Linked DNA regions of Oryctolagus cuniculus: region 1 is linked to region 2. The links are chromatin contacts, called in public Micro-C maps. All regions are on one chromosome and are shown on one strand. Each heading gives the region's core, a stretch centred on a gene start, on an enhancer-like site or on the middle of the called end of the contact. The rest is flanking DNA. Distances are from core to core; before and after follow the strand shown.

Evidence for each region. Hi-C and Micro-C count contacts between places; a contact is called where the count stands out from the background.
Region 1: a Micro-C map of ear pinna shows a contact between it and region 2, with 5 times the contacts expected there. The contact joins two enhancer-like sites. A contact is called at or near these places in 3 of 6 Hi-C or Micro-C datasets (ear pinna, psoas muscle and an unstated tissue).

The regions. Positions count from the first base shown.
Region 1 is chr7:137,965,797-137,971,046 of mOryCun1.1, forward strand. No RefSeq gene overlaps it. Among named protein-coding and RNA genes, the nearest start is that of GJB5, 110 kb to the left of the region's middle. Within about 2 kb of position 3,790, at least 1 of the 8 cell types and tissues checked has an H3K27ac peak or open chromatin away from gene starts, as enhancers often do. A contact at or near this core is called in ear pinna, where this site is marked.
Region 2 is chr7:137,870,339-137,876,306 of mOryCun1.1, forward strand. No RefSeq gene overlaps it. Among named protein-coding and RNA genes, the nearest start is that of GJB5, 17 kb to the left of the region's middle. Within about 2 kb of position 4,518, at least 1 of the 8 cell types and tissues checked has an H3K27ac peak or open chromatin away from gene starts, as enhancers often do. A contact at or near this core is called in ear pinna, where this site is marked.

The DNA of each region.
Region 1 (5,250 bases), core at 2,540-5,039, 95 kb after region 2:
ACCCTCCCGCCAGCAGCACACGGGCCTCTTGCGTGTTGGGTGGTCAAATCCAAAGGAGCGCTGGTTTTCTCTCTCACTGTGGGGGCACGAGATCTGGATGTGCAACTGTGTTGGGCCACCCCGGGGCTTCCCAGTGAAGAGTTCCGAGTGCTACCTATCTCTGCTAAACCCAAGCCACACCAAGTGGGGTGGAAGACAATTCCTGGGAAAGCTGAGACTCCCGGTGGAGAGGGGCTGGCACTCCGAGAACTGACTCCCCGCGTGGGACTTGCACCCTGGGTTGGGATCCCAGACCCTGCAGGCTCTGCCCTGAGCACTTATACTCCTCCGCCACAGCCCCACCTTCCCCAAAGCCGGCCAAGGGGGTGGGGTTGCAAGTTAGCGGAGATTCATTGGTGCCTTAGGCTTCGTGTTTTGACGAGACTCAGCCATCCTGAGGATTTCAATTAAGATCCTTTCGTTTGCAACTATCAGCGTCCAACCTGACTCAAACAGAAATAGTTTTTTTTTTTCAAGGATACAGAGGTTATGTGAGGAAGGCAGTCAGCCACCAGGAGCCAGAGCAAGTTCCCCTGTATGTCTGTCTCCCTCTCAGTCTCTGGAGCCAGAGGGTCTGCCTGGCATCTTTGCACCTCTCCTGTCATCGTCTCCCTCCCTCTCTCTCCCTCATCCCTTTAGTTTCCTCTGTCCTTAGCACACGTCATCAGCAGGTTGCTCCCCAGACTGCGTGAATGACACATCCCGCCCATTTGTGGGAGGACACTCTGATTGGCTCAGCTCGAGTCACGTGCTCGCCGCTATCCAATCAATGGTAACCAGGAAGGTGACGGCCCGTGCTACTGTTCCTACTGCCATGGTCAACCACCGAGGACATCCGGAGAGGGACTCACAGTCATCCCGGAAGGGCCTGCTGTTCTCTGCCTCAGTTTCCCCTCTGCGGGTGGGATGACAACGCTCCCTCAGGAGGTCACGGAGAGGGTGGGAGGAGCTGACAGGTGCACGAGTGCCTGGTCAAGGTTGCAGCGTCGTGTGACAATCATCCCTCTCCTCGGCTTGTGCCCTGGGACAGGAGGCCCGCGCTGTCTCTCCTCGCAGCACCTTGCTGGGGGAGCAGGAGGTGCTGGGCGCTTAACTTCCTGCGCAAAATCTCTGGGGGTCTGCATTTCCGCCAGCAGTGGGGGGCGCTCCCTCTAGGGCTGGTGCGGGGTGGGGGCGGTCTGGGTTCCTGTGGCTTTGTCCCCGCTCCTGAAGCTGCAGGAGTGGGCAGCGGGGGCAGCGGTGGGAGGACGCGGGGAAGGGAGATCCGAAAGCCCAAGTTCCAGGGCGAGGCAGGTTCAGGGGCCAAACAAGCAGCTGCATTGCATCTCCCAAATAAGGGGAGCAGGGGCAGGGATGCGCAGGTGAGCCAGATTTTGCTGGAGCGTTAAGCAAAGAGGTGAAGTGGATTATGTTGCTTGTCCTACATCACAAAGCAGGAAATGGGGGGAGACTTAGATGCATGCCACGGTGTTCCTGGGAAAGGCTTTCCCCGACTCCGGATGTTTCTTTCTTTGAAGGCAGTTCAATTAGTGGAGCTGCAGGTCCCTTTCCACCCCATTTATTTTCACCACCCCGGGGAGCTGGAATGACTTCGTAGCTGATGGGTAAATTTAGGAAGAATAACAGGGCACGCCTGCATGGCACCTGCTGTCGCTTGGGAGTGATCTGGCTGGGAGGAGACCCCTCCCCCGCCCCCAGGGCTCCATCCTGCTGCCTGGCTTCACTGGACTGGGCTCCCACCGGGACTCAGTACCGTTCAGTGTGGCCGTGACCCTGAAATCCGGGATTCATCCTCAACTGATCGTCTTTCACCCAAACTACATCCTGCACTCAGCTTCTGTCTGTGAGAAGCTCAGTATTTTCCCTTCCATCTGTTTGCCCTATGTTTAAGATTTCCGCAGGACAGAGCCCAGAGGAGGCCTCCTACTTACTGGGAATCCCTTGGACACCCCAGGAGTATTGCAGCAGTGACAGTGATGGGCTGGGGAAGCTTTTCTCTGCCAAGGACCCTGCGGAGATTTATAACATCGTTTGTGGGCCGTACAGAATGGCCAACTTAAAAATTAGCCTGCTCTAGATTTATTGAATTTCGAGTCCCACCAGCAGTTGCCTTGGCAGGGCCAGACTGCATGATTTTGCAGGACTTATCTGATCTGTGGGCCCGACGTTCCCGCCCCACAGTAATGATAATGAGATTGCTGGGAATAGTTCCCACTGATGAGGATTTTTCTACATGCTAAAATCCTTGCACAGATTATCTTTTTTAAAAATTGCTCAGGTTTCTTATATAATTTTTGTTTGTTTTTAATGATTTATTCATTTATTTGGAAAGCAGAGTTACAGAGAGAGAAAGAAGGCAAGAAAGAGGGACAGAGAGATCTTCCATCTGCAGGTTTGCTCCCCAGATGGCCGCAATGGCACAGGCTGGGCCAGGGTGACGCCAGGAGCCAGGAGCTCCTTCTGAGTGTCCCACGTGGGTACAGGGGCCCAGGGACCCTTCTACTGTTTTCTCAGGTGCATTAGCAGGGAGCTGAATGGGAAGTGGAGCAGCCAAGACATCAACTGGTGCCTGTATGGGATGCCAGCCTTGCAGGTTGTGGCTTAACCCACTGCTCCGTAGTACCAGTCCTCTGAATTATCCTTTTAAAAAAAAAATTATTTATTTGAAAGAGAGGGAGAGACACAGAGAAATGCTCCACCCACTGGTTCACTCCCCAAATTGTTGCAAAGGCCAGGACTGGGCCAGACCAAAGCCAGGAGCCAGGGACTTCAACCATGTGGGTGCAGCCGCCCAAGCACTTGAGCCATCCTCCACTGCGTTCCCAGGCACATTAGCAGGGAGCTGGATTGGAAGTGGAGCAGCCAGGATGCGAACCGGTGCCCTTATGGGATGTCAGCGTCACAGGTGGCGGCTTTGCCCACTATGCCGCACTGCCAGTCCCGCACAGGTTAGACTAAGAAACCCTTACAGTGGTCTTCGTAATAGGAATGATATCATCCCTGCTTTAGAGTCGAGGAAGTGTAAGCAGAGAGTGATGTGGCTGTCCAGCCATGTGCCCAAGTTCAACAATTAGTGCTAGAACTAGTCTGGTAGGCCAAAGTTGTACCCCTAACCCCTAGCCTGCACAGCCAGGTCTGGGGAGATGGCATCATCAGGGAGGGCTTCCTGGAGGAGGGGAACAGAGGCCCTGAGCTAAGTCTTGAAGGACATACAAATAAATACTTGGAGCTGTTAGTTTAACAGCTCTGTTTTGCTTTGTTCATTGGCAAGTCCCAGCAGTGTGTGCTCCATAACTCTGGGGTGCCTCTCCCTCGAATTTAGATATCATATCATTTGTTTAACTTGCTGGATAAAGTAATTAGTACCTGGGAGCCTGCCTGCCTGGCGGAATCTATTGGTGCCGCTACCCAAGTTTATGCCTGCAGGCCGTGCGGCGGAATTTGATTTAATTTGTCCCAAGGTTAGGGAAGACGAGGGAGACTCTGGCATCTCCTCCATCTCCTTCACGGAATAATTCATGGCCAGGGTGGAGGCAGGCAGCACCGGCTGTCTCGGCTCTAATGGGGCTCCTGAAGCTCCCCCCGCCCCGCTCAAGGCTGACTTGCTTAATGGACCCAGCTCAGCAGCTCCCAGGCTCCCCGGGCGTGGGGGAGGGCGTTCTGTCTCTCAGAGCCCTGGGACTGAGCCTGGGGAGGGGGGCATTCTCAAGCCCCCGAAGCCCCTTGCCTTGACCGCTGTGGTGGCTTCCGCCCACCCAGCTGTGAGCTCCTTGGGCCTGGAACTTTCCTTCTCCCTCTCTGAGCCTGTGTCTGCCCTCCCTGCCCCGTGCCCTGGGGGTGCTGATGGCCCTCAGAGTGGGAGGCAGAGCATCGCCAGCCCTGCCTGTGCCCCCCCCCCCCCCCCCCCCGCCGAAGCAGCCCTTGGCCTCCCTGGCCTGGGGACAGGGCCAGGCGTGTCTTCACCCCTCCCTCCAAGCTGTTCCACTGGACCAGGGCCTTTCTCTTGGTCTCCAACTCTCCGAATCCTCCCTGCCTTTGCAAGTCTGCCTTCTAATCATCTTTCCTTTGGCCTTTTCTTCCCTGGACCGTTCTAGATGGTGTGGTGGTGGGAGATGGGGTGGGGCAGATGTCATTGCAGCTGGATGGCCTGTGATCACACCCCAGCTGTAGGGCTGATTTGCTAGGTGATCTTGGGCCAGTGACTTAACCTCTCTGTGGTCAGGTGGAGCAGACGGGGTGTCGTGAGCATGAACGAGGTGGCCTATGGGTAGAGCATGCAGACTGATGCCCGTCCATGGTGCGAGCCGACCTCCACCTCCAGCCTCTACTGCTCCACCTTAGGGCTGCTGCAGGGTTCCGCTCATGGCCAACCCACCCCTTCTGCTTCCGCTTGGGGAGCTGAGTCAGGTGGGAGGTGGGTGACCTGGCCCCTTGCTGACCATGCAGTGAGCTGGACTGGCTGGCGAGCTGTTGCGGTCCTCTGTCTGTTGTGTGGCAAGGTGCTCTGGCCTTTGCGGGGAGAGGACCCCTTTGCAAGTATATGGTTCCAGGGAGGAGCTCGTGAGCACCAGGGGCCCCGCCTGGAGCAGGGGCCAGGGAGGGAAAAAACCACTTGATGGTCCTCACGTAGGGCTGGAGGGCCTTGTCTTCTGAGCTCAGTGAGTTGGGGGAGGGAGGAGGTGACGGCCCTGTTAGGGGGAGGGTCCCTGCAGAGCTGTCAGGGAGCAGGGATTAGAGCTGCTTCCGGGGCAGAGCTAGGGCCGAGGAGAAGCGGCGCAAGAGCAGGTGGCTGTTCTGGTTCTCAGAGCTGCAGAGCGAGGCCGTGAGCCCCGTGTTGCGGGAGTGGTTATGTTCAGCCTTGAGCCACGCCCATTGCGCGCCAGCCCTTGTTGAGCTGGAACTCTGAGGAGCACAGTGCTGAGCCCTTGGGTGGCTAACGTAGAGAGAGAGAGGGAGGGAGGGAGAGAGAGAGAGAGAGAGAGAACTCTTCCGTTGTCTCATGGTTCACTCTTCAAATGCCTGCAGTAGCCAGAGTTGGGCCAGGCCTAAGCCAGGAGCCGGGAACCCCATCCGGGTCTCCCATGTGGGTGGTAGGGACCTGAGTACTTGAGCCATCACCTGCTGCTTCGCAAGTGCTCACTGGCAGGAAGCTGGATCCAAAACAGAGGAGCTGGGACTTGAACCCAGGGACTCTGATAGGGAATGCAAGTG
Region 2 (5,968 bases), core at 3,268-5,767:
AAGTGGAGCAGTCGGGACTCGAACTAGCGTCCATATGGGATGCCGGCACTGCAGGCAGCAGCTTTACTGGCTATGCCACAGCTTCAGCCCTTGCACAGGGTTATTATGGGGACTTGGGGAAGCCAGACATAGGAATAGGTCAATTACATGTTTTGACAGATGTGCTCAGGTCCCATTAGGCTGGACTCCACTCCTGTCGCCACCAAATGAGGACTTTGCTTCTGGCCCTGCCCTAACCTGGTCCATCCACTGGGGTGTCAGGGGACCAGTGGGTCCTGGGAGCTGGGCGTCCCCCTGCTGGGTTGTGGCCACACCAGTACACCTGCCTGTACTTCTCAGTTTAGCCTCTGGGTGGCAGCAGAGGGCCACGCTCTGCTGCAGTTCCTGCTCCAGCGGTCTCCGCCATGCCAGCCTGGGCTGATTTCTGTATCTTGCCTAGCTCCTGCCGGGAGGCAACTGCTAGGCGGGGTGGAGGGACACTGAGACCAAGCGTGTAGGGTCTCCCAGCCTGTGCCCCAGCTTCTGAACTTGTCTGTGCACTCTCGCCAAATCTGCTCCCGGTGTCCTTTGCTCTCCTACAAGTCTTCCTGGAAGATGAGAGCAGAGAGGCGGGGATTTTATGCAGGAGCTTGGGCTTTACCCTAAATTCCCTGGGCTGTCCACTGAAATGCTGGAAGCTGGGAAGCAACACGGTCAGATCTGTGCTTCTGATCCAGCTCCCTGCTAATTTGCTTGGGAAAAGCAGTAGAAGAAGGCCCAAGTGCCTGGGCCCCTGCCACCCACATGGGAGACGCGGGGACGCGGGGAGTGAACAAGTAGGTAGAAGATCTCTGTCTCCCACATCTCTCTGCCATTCTGCCTTTCAAATAAATAAAATAAATCTTAAAGAAAAGGGTCCCTCTGGCTCCAGGAGGGATGGTGACAGGGGAGGGTCCACATAGCAGGGGAGGGTCCACATAGCAGGGGAGGGTCCACATGACAGGGGAGGGTCCATCAACAGGGGAGGGTCCACCCCGGCAGGGGAGGGTCCATCAGCAGGCTGTTGCAAGTGTCCAGGAGGGAGCAGGATGGGTGAAGAATGAGGTAGGCAGCCAGGCAGAGGGCAGGTGCCACAGAGGCCTCCACGGGGACATGAGGCACCCGGCGCCACATCTAGGGGAGCATGGGGGGGCAATGCCAGGCTCTGGAACAAGCGGGCCACTGCCATGGCAACAGAGTGCCCAGGCGTGGGTTTGACCCCATGATCCCCTTCACTGGGGTGGTAGCAGGAGAGTGGACTGACCTGTCAGGAAGGGGATCAGAGCTGCGGATCAGGAAGAGGGGCAGTTGGAGAAGGAGCAGAGGTGCCAGCTTCCGCTCCTGGTGGACTCTGTGGTCAGACCTGGCTCCTGGAGGGCAGACGGCCCGCCTGGCCCATGGGCTGTTCCCCCTGTGTGTGTGTGCCCCATCGGGAAGTCCTGGAGGTGGGGCTGGACCTAGGCGTTGCCATAGTCCTGGGCCTTCTCGCCTGGCGTTAAAGCCCGGGGCGCTCCAGCCCTCAGCCCACAGGCCCCAGGTCCTCTTCAGGCTGTGTGATCGCTGGTGGCCTTGTGCCCAGCCACTGCAGTGGGGCTGGGGCTGGCAGAACGCCGGCTGCCTCCCAGGCCTCTGGGAGGGCGGCTGCTCCCGCGCCTGGCCTCCGGGCTCCCGGCCTCCCAGCTCTTGCTGCAGACGGTGAGGGACTCAAGGCCAGTCTCCAGAAGAGCCCGGGGTTTGTGCTTCCTTCCTGCTTCGCTGTGACCCTGCACCTGGGACAGCAGCGTTCTCCTGCCGCTCCCTCTCACCTGGCCGGCTGCTATTCATCTCTGTGTCTCAGTTGAAATGTCACTTCCTGGGAAACAGTGTTAGTTCCTCCATTCATGCTCTGGACTCTAATTTTCCTGGGTGGCATTTATTACAATGTATCGTTATGTGTGTGTGTGTGTGTGTGTGTGTGTGCGCGCGCGCGCGCGCGCGCGCACGATACAGTGTATCTTTGTGTGTGTGTGAGTGAACACCTTGACCCCCCAGTAGACTGGAAATTCCCTGAAGGGAGGTGGTGGTCGTGGTGGGGGGCTTGTCTACCAGGGCTCATCAGAAAATTCACAGCAAAAGCATATCCCAGAAAAACCTGCATGGAATTCAAAATTTTCTTGCAGCAAAACAACCGTATCTTTTAATTCCATCTTTCCCCAAACTTTTCGAAGCCTCCTTGTACTTTACTCATCATTACATTCCCAGACGCCAGCCCCATGCCTGGGACACTGCGGGCACTCCAAAAATATTTACTGAAGGAGCAAATGAAAGTGAGCGGGCGAGCAGGCAGGCGTTATGGATGGCCCTGGAAACGCTCTGCGCTGGGAATTCATAAAGCCACGGAGTAAACCGGCGTCTCTCGGATCATCAATTTTACTTGATGGTAAGGAATTAGAAGTGTTATATTTGCTTATTAATTGAATATTTTACATGACAAAAGGAATACATGTTCCTTGTCAAAATCCAATCAATAGGCATTATTTTTATATTGAAACAAACCCTGACACACTGTGGGTAAGAATGCCAAGTTCCCCTGAATTTGGAGAGAAGCTAGGAAGCTTTGAAGACATTTGAGCCTCAGAATGGCCTCAGTGCAAGCTCCTGTGGGTGGGAGGTCACCCTGGGGATCAGGACACAGCTGGCAGAGGGAGTCTGAGAAATTCTTGTTGGCAATGGCACCGCGGTTGATATGGCAATGGCAGTGCTCCAGGTGCAGGCAAGAGCCACCTAATGTAAGGAGCAGGGTGCTGGCTGGACTTGGGGGGGGGTTGGGAGGGGCTGGGCAGGGAGGAGAGGGTGTTTTCACAGAGGGGTGGGTGTGGAGGGAGCACTCCAGGGCATTCAGGACCTCCCAGGCCACAAAATGAGAAAAATCTAGAAAGCAGCACTAGTAGGGGGTTTCGTAACAGTTGGGGGGGTGGAATGTAGAGCTGGCTGCCCAGGCCTGGGGGCTGGCGCAGAGTTTTGGAGAGCTGGAGTGGAGTGGGTGGGGGTTCCGGGGCAGCCCATAGCCATTCTGGGAGCCCAGAGGTGAGCGGGCCCTGGAGCAGGACAGTGCCACCTGCACAATGCGCCATATAGAGCAAAGGATGTGCACCTGCAGCCTGACCCCTCTGGCTTCAAATCCTGGCTCTGTGACTTTGGCTGAGTCCTTTCTGTCCTCAAGACTCATCTCTCTATCTGGGAATGCGGGATCCCTACCCCCACGGGACTTGGTCCTCTGCATATCACAGTCTCCTGGGCAGTGTCAGGAAAGACTAATGTCTGGGCTTCAGCCTCGATAACCTCACTCCCTGTCTCTAGGCGTCCGCCCCAGCAGCTGGAATGTTTCCAATGAGTCCCGGTGCATGGGCTTTGACATTTTTTTTGCACCAAAATAATCTTTTAAAAATTTACTGGGATTGGTGCTGTGGCGTAGTGGGTAGAGCTGCCGCCTGCAGTGCCAGCGTCCTGTGTGGGCGCTGGTTCGAGTCCTGGCTGCTCCTCTTCTGATCCAGCTCTCTGCCATGGCCTGGGAAAGCAGTAGAGGATGGCCCAAGTCCTTGGGCCCCTGCACTTGTGTGGGAAAGCCCGGAAGAGGCTCCTGGCTCCTGGCTTCAGATTGGCACAACTCTGGCCATTGCGGCCAGCTGGGGAGTGAACCAGCAGATGGAAGACCTCTCTCTCTGCCTCTCCTTCTCTCTCTGTGTAACTCTTTCAAATGCATAAATAAATCTTTTAAAAATTGGTTTCCTCCCCAAATGTCTGCAATGACAGGGGTTGCACTCGCCTGAGGTCGGAGCCAGGAACTCAGTCTGGGTCTTCCACAAGGGTGGCAGGGACCCAGCTACCGCAGCCACCATCCCCAGCTGCCTCCCAGGATGCACATTAGCAGGAAGCTGGGAGTAGGAGCTGAGCCGGGACTTGAACTCAGGCCCTTCCCACGTGGGATGTGGGCGTCCCCACTGGCTGCTTGATCAGTAAGCCAAACACTTGCCCTTCAACACAAAATGTGTAACATAAATCCTCCACGTTTTCCTCCCCGGGGAGACCTCAGCCTTAGGGTGTGAGCTCCCTGGAGCCACCTGTGTCTCCTACAGGACTCCGCCTTCCGGATTCTCCAATACTCACTCAGCACTCAGCACTGCGAACTGGGCCTCAGGTAAGTGCCTCCCATGAATTAGCCCTTAACCATCCTCCCAGGCTGGCGCCATGGTTCAGCGACTTCCCAGATGCGGGGAGGGAGGCACAGAGATGGGGAGCCCCGTGCACGTGATCACACACGAAGGTCAATAAGGGTATGGCTGGGATTTGAACCCTGGTCCGGTCACCAAGCTGTGCCCACAGGCTGGGGGCCACGCAGGGGGCGTGCGTGCGTCTTTCCGGGCCTGCCGGGAGCCTGCGCTCTGGGACTGGGAAGGTCAGGCCAAGCGCTGGCTTTAGGCTGCTCTCGCAGTGCCAGCAGGGCCCTCCCCGCTACCCTGGAGGCGCCGCTGGGGTCACCCGGCCCCCTCCTCCCGACCCAGCGGCGAGTCGCCCTAGAAACCGGATTCTAGCAAAGCGCCCGGGAAGCCCGGATCAGCTCGGGAGGGCCTTTCAGTCAATCAGGGGGCTGGAAAATCACACGTCTGCTTCGGAGACACCTTCCGCGGCCTAGAAAGGCTGAGGCGCAGGGCCGGCGCGCGCGGGTGTGCCCAGGGCTGCGGCAACCAGCTGCCCGGGGCAGGGCGGACCCCGGCTGCGGGTGGCGCCGCTGGCTCGCGCGCTCACGTGTGGTGCGGAGGCGGCGACACGCCCCTCCCGGTCGCCCCCCCCCCCCCGGAGCCGGGTTGCTAGGACACCGGAGCCCTGGAGACGCTGGTGGATGTGGCAATGGAGGTTTCACCCAACTGGGAATGATCAGACCAAAGGAGACGGCGTGCGCGTTCGCGAGGGCAACCGGGGATCGCGGGGCGGCTGCCGGTGCCGCGCCCCGGGAAGGCGGCTCCAGCTGCAGGGAAGGAAGCGATGCCTCCGGGGCCTACCGCGCGTGTCCGTGTCCGGAGTCGCGTCTGCAGCCTCGGGACAGCTGGGCGGAGCGGCCGGCATGGCGGCCTCGGGAGCTGCTCGCCCCTACCCTCTCTCCGGGATGCCCTTGCTCCCGCGCCCGGCCCCGCGTGGCTGGCGTCCTCCGGGCCCTCAGCCCCTCACTCCCGGCTCGGCCTACGCTGCTGCTCGCGGAGGTGGGCGGCTCCGGAGCTGTCTACAGCGTGTTTGCTCACGCGTCTTCCTAGCCTGAATGTCGGATGCCCCAGCCGGTTCCCTTCCCACAGCTTCAGGCTCCCTCGGAGCTCAGTTGCCTGGGGCCGGACGTACCCCTGGCCCCAAAGAGGCCTTGCCTAAGCAGAAAGGCTGGGGGCAGATGGCGGCCTAGCGGTTGAGCTGCCTATGCGTTCCGTGTCAGAGTGCTGGTTCCAGCCCTGGCTCTGGTTTTGATCCTTTTTTTTTTTTTTTAGATTTATTTATTTGAAAGAGTTATACAGAGCGAAGGAAGGACAGAGAGAGAGAGAGAGAGAGAGAGAGAGAGAGAGAGGTCTTCCATCCGCTGGTTCACTCCCCAACTGACCTCAACGGCCGGAGCTGCGCCTATCCGAAGCCAGGAGCCAGGAACTTCTGGGTCTTCCACGTGGGTGCAGGGGCTCAAGGACTTGGGACATCTTCCACTGCTTTCCCAGGCCATAGCAGACAGCTGGATCAGAAGTGGAGCAGCTGGGTCCCAAACCGGCACCCATATGGGATGCGGGCACTGCAGATGGTGGCTTTACCAGCTACACCACAGCGCTGGCCCCCTGTCTTCCTTCTAATGTCGGTCTTTGGAGGCACAGGTGATGGCTCAAATAGCAGAGAGTCCCTCCACCCACGTGGGTGACCCACATAGAGTTCGGAGCTCCTGGCT